Regions from separate parts of the Gossypium hirsutum genome. Here region 1 is linked to region 2. A link is a contact called in public Hi-C data. All regions are on one chromosome and are shown on one strand. Each heading gives the region's core, a stretch centred on a gene start, on an enhancer-like site or on the middle of the called end of the contact. The rest is flanking DNA. Distances are from core to core; before and after follow the strand shown. Region 1 holds the start of LOC121219184. Region 2 has its middle 32 kb from the start of LOC107954944.

The links. Hi-C and Micro-C count contacts between places; a contact is called where the count stands out from the background.
Region 1: a contact with region 2 is called in a Hi-C map of leaf, with 2.2 times the contacts expected there. The contact joins the promoter of LOC121219184 here to the enhancer-like site in region 2. A contact is called at or near these places in 5 of 34 Hi-C or Micro-C datasets (callus, hypocotyl, leaf and 1 more).

What each region holds. Positions count from the first base shown.
Region 1 is chrD07:52,314,476-52,317,175 of Gossypium_hirsutum_v2.1, forward strand. LOC121219184 reads left to right here and starts at 1,308. Exons shown (of 1, transcript XM_041096880.1): 1 at 1,308-1,865. The coding sequence starts at 1,308. The coding sequence ends at 1,865.
Region 2 is chrD07:52,205,309-52,208,008 of Gossypium_hirsutum_v2.1, forward strand. No RefSeq gene overlaps it. Among protein-coding and RNA genes, the nearest start is that of LOC107954944, 32 kb to the right of the region's middle. Within about 2 kb of position 1,378, at least 1 of the 9 cell types and tissues checked has an H3K27ac peak or open chromatin away from gene starts, as enhancers often do. A contact at or near this core is called in leaf, where this site is marked.

The DNA.
Region 1 (2,700 bases), core at 58-2,557, 110 kb after region 2:
AAATTATATACTTGCTTTTAATGTCAGCGTGATTTTTGTACATTTTTGTTATTAAACAATATATTTTTATAAATTTAAAATTATATATTTTTATGAACCCATGTGATGGTCTGATGGTTAAGGGTGTTTATCGTCTTAGGTGTGGCTTGAGTTCAAGTTGAGCTAGTCGCATTTGTTGTTCAGGTTTTGACCTGTTATTATAATTCACAAAAAAAAATCAAATAAATAATAGATAAATAAAAGAACAAATTTAACATTGTTTGCTTCACATTGTATAAACAACTTACGAAAAGAAATTTAATTCCAATTGTGCTTGATACACATATTTCAACAATTCTTCCACCAAATGAACAAATTCTTTACATCGAAAGAAAAAGTGTCCAAACTCAGAATATTATGGTTGTATGTGATTTCAATATGTGCTTGACATTTGTAGTGGCTGGATGGGAGGGATCATCGCATGACACTAAAATCTTATTTGATGCAATTCGAGATCTAAGGCCAAAGTTTCCACATCCATCAAATGGTAATTTATTTATTACATTTAGTTATTAATAGAAAATATAAGTTCTTTAATTAACCGGTTAATATCTTATGACATATAGGAAAATATTATTTTGTTGGTTCTACATATACCCAATTGAAAGGTTTCATTGGATCATATAAAGGAGAACAATATCATTTACCTAATTTTCGTAGAGGTAGACTTATATTTGATAAAAAAGCATTCAATCATGCCCATTTATCATTATAGATGTCATTGCATGTAGTTTAAAGAATTAAATTTAACTTAAAAATGTTATGATATACTATTTTGATAATACTTAAATTACCATGAAATATTTTAAAGAATCATAGATGCATAGATTTAATAGTAATTATTATTATATTACCAATATATAATATATTAAATATATTTTTAAATTAAATTATTTTAATTTTTTACAACAATCCAAAACACTTTTAATAAATCACATTTTCTTTTGGAAAACACTTTTCTTAAAAATAACATTTTCAAAGTAGTTTTAAAAGTGAAGGAGAGTAGATTCAAAAAGCAAAGTGGTAGACTTGATTGAAATTGAATAGTATAAAGACGACAGAAGTGGTTGCCAAATCGGCTCTCTAACCCATACATCATTCCCATGAGAAGAAGGGGTAGTTTCCAGGAAGTAGGTACCCAACTCTTCTTATATAAAGCTCTGGTCTCTCCTGTTAGCTTATGTCAAGTACCTACCTAATCTCCAAAAGCTTCCTCTCTCTTTCTCTTCAAATCCCTTTTTCATAGCCCAACAGAGAAGATAACAAGCATGGAGATTCCAAACAAAAAACAGAGAATTCAATTGATCACCACCTCTCATTTGGTGAAGCTACTCACCAAGATTTTGCTCCCATTTTCACTTCTTTCTGTTATATTATCCTACCCTTTTATGTGTAACTTCCAAGCTTTGGCATATGGTTTACAACTCTTTAGTTCCGGTGTAGGCAAGAATTACATGTTTCTGCTCTGCAATGGGCTGCTTATTTTCATTGCCACCAGCTCGGGTTTGATCGGTAGTAGTTGTGTAGAGACTGATGTTAAAGCTGAAAAGGCTGTGAAGATCAGTAAATTAGAGGTTGAAGCATCAGAGCCAAAAGGGTCCAATTTAAAACCCAACGTTGTTGCAGAATTTGATCAAAGAGAAGAAGCAGATGTGCCCTTGGTTGTAGAAAATGAAGGTGAAGAAGACAGATCAATGGAGGAGGATGAAGATGAAGAACTTGGGTGGATGAGTGATGAAGAGCTAAACAAGAAATGTGAAGATTTTATTAGAAAGATGAAAGAAGGGATTAAATTTGAAGCTCGCCAAGTGATTATGGCTCAATAGCAGAATTTCTGCAACTCATTGCTTGCCTCTTGACAATAATTTGGTTCCCAGTTTTATTTTTTTTTCTCAGAAATTATTTCTGAGTTTGTAAATTAACTACAGCGATGCAAATAATCATGGATTGGCATCTCACAATGGTAACCAAACTTTGCTGTTTGAAAATATAATTAACTTTTTGGAGCATAGATTATGCAAGTCAACCTAATTAAAATAATAATTAACATTTAAAATACTAAATTAGGTATTTCTAGTAGCCGCTTTCCTCATTAATCACATTCATTGTTACAACATCTTGATAGACCAATTAGATTATCACATGTAATAACTTCTATCTCATAAAAATTATAAAAAAAATATGAAAATTTAAATACACTTATAAAAACTATTATAATATTATAAAAATTCTAATAACTTTTATAAAATTAATAAAACATATTTTATAAAAACATATTAAAATTTTATAAAATTGATATAAACTTATAAAAAAATCATAAAAACTTGAATTAGACCAGATTAGTCAGTTTGATCGATTAAACCAAAATCGACAATAGTATCGATTCAGAGAAAGCAATTAGACTGATTGACCTGGGAACCAGAAGATTGAACCGATCTTTTTATTCTTAAAAAATATTTTTTGGTTTTTTAATGTTTTATTTAATTGAATTGGACGGATCATTCGAATTGACAAATCGGTAGCTTGATCGGTTCGACTTCCGATCCGGTTCTGAAAACTTTGGTTAGAGTATTTCATTTTAACATATGCTAATAGTTGAATAATGAAATTTTGGTTTGACAAAAACATTTTAAAAAAAATAGTTCAACTGCTCGATTCCCT
Region 2 (2,700 bases), core at 128-2,627:
TAGGACTTAGTGAAAAACTTCATTTTTCTTATTTCATTTTCGCAAAACTACTCATTTATATTTTACTGACTTTATACCTTTAGATGTTTAGACTACTAGTCCAAAAACTTCACGAATTAAATACTACTTGAATTGTGTTTTTCTATATTGGTCAATCTATTCCTCAAAATATTTATTCAAGATCCTCATTTTCTTTCATTATCTCAATAATACTATTGCATGCAAAACCATTGTCAACAACTTTCAATTTTCATGGTTCAATATTTTCTCGTATTAACATAATTTATCGAAATCTCTTTAGTTTCACTTGATTGTTCTACTATGTTTCACTTGATTGTTCTGTTGTGTTCCACTTGATTTCTAAAATTAGTATTATTTTTTTACCCCTTATATTATATGTATATTTTATACTTTTAGTATATATATTAAACATATATATAATAAAATCATAAATACTAAAAATTTTATCCCGCACGTTTGCGTGTAGAAATCACATGTTTAAAATATAGTTGTGTATTTAAAAATAATATACGATAAATGATGAAGAGTATGGTTTAGAAATAATTAATAATAACACACAAAATATGTATGATATAAAAAATAAAAAATTAGATTAAATTTATTCATATACACAAATATATATATATAATTAGAACACAAATATACTTATTAAGTTTCAAATAAAAACTAAAAATTGTTTTAGTTCAAATGGTGAATGAAAAAGTTTTATATGCATAGTGTCCTTGATTCAGATATTGTAAAAAGCTTAATAAATAGTATATATGTGAATATATATTTGGAGGACATTTAGTCTTTTTATTTAAAAAAGACCAATAAAAATATGTATATGACGAGATTTGAACTCACGCTAATTAGGTTAACAAAATTTTAAATTTACCACTTGACACTAACTTAGGATTGATGACAATACCCTGATAAATAATTGTACCCATTCAATAATCTTAATCTGATATATTCATGTGTTTAAATTCCATTTTACTTACAACTTAATCTAATTTTATTTAATATTATACATATTACATGTGTTATCATTTTTTAAGGATATTTCATGCCTTATTATTAATTAGTTTCAATTTATACAAACACAAATATATATTCTAAATACATGATTTCCACATGCATACACGTATGATAAAGTTTCTAGTATACATTTAACACATATGATGCATTAAAATAATAAATATGTGAATATATATCAAGATTATGTTCATAAATAAATTATAACTATATAAAAAATTGAAAAATAATTAGCACGAATTAAGATATATATACAAACTCATGGATATTAACACGTCTAGACTGCAAGGAAACAAATAGTTTGGGCTGGATAAGGTAAAACAAGTCTGCAGCTTAATGCCCCATTTGATACAATTTGGATTTGTAGTTTTGTGAAGCCCAGGTCTAGTGAACGAAATGTTTGTTTGGTTGCATGCTCAAAAAAGTTTAAATATGAAAAATAATTTGTAATTTTTTGAAATTTAAATTTTGAGATATCTTTTAAAATCGTGGTCCCTCCTTCTAATTTTACCATTAAAGTTTATAGTGTCAAAGATAAAATAACTTTTTAAGCTCTCAACATGTACAGTTTTTGTCGATTTGGTATTTACCCTTTAAAAGTACATAAAAATTTTAAAAAATTATTTTTTTATATTTTAAATAAAAATCATAAAGATTAAAAATAATAATAATTTTTTTAAATAAAAATTTATGAACAAAAATAAAACTCTTTAAAATTCAAAAATAAAAAATAAAAAAAATTAAATATTAAAAATTACAAAATTCAATGTTATATAAATTGGACTTTACCAACTAGTCAAACCAGGAACCAACTAGAGTATCAATCCAATGAGAGGTAAAAACTCGATTGACCCATGAACTGATACAAACTAGTTGAACCAACAGTTAAACCGATTTTGAACTAGTCTAACCAATTGGTTCACAGAATGATCGATCAACCAGTTTAATTTTGAACTAGTCTAACCAGTTTACTTCCTTGTTCCCAACTCTAAACGTCTTACGTAGCACCTTCTATAGGCATGTCAAAACCACAGATCCCCAATTGTGTTCTAGCTGTTTCAAAATTATATAACAATAAGAGGTACATGGAATGACTTAAGTTATCAGACTTTTTTGACATTAACACACCTGCGATTAGCCAAAGAGTATAAGTTATAGCATGATGTTCAATAACTTCAGGTGTTAGATTCTCTAAGAGATATTTAATTTGGCTCTTCAACCGTGTTAACTAAATCTGAAGTCCAGTAAAATGATACTTATGGTTGGTATCTATTCCCAATGTTGGAAAAGTACCTCCTTTAGATTTTACTCAAAACTTCCAGTTAGTAGATGCCTATCCACTAGAAGGTCCATCAGTAATGTTATATCTTCCAGTGTTATTGTTGCTTTAATGCCTAGGAAATGAAACGAGACAAACGAGATCCTATTATTTTTTCAATTCTCTAATCTGAGACAAACGAGACACCAAGGCGAAAAGGAAAGAAAAAAATTATTCAAAAATAAATTTTTAAATTAAATAAAATCTGTTTCGGGATTTTTTCCCCGCAGTTCAACAGATTTTATTCTCTATTTTGTTTTTATTTCCAAACAAATATTAAAATTAAATAAAATCTATTTCAGGGTTTGTTCTCACCGTTTAACAGATTTTATTCGATTTTGTTT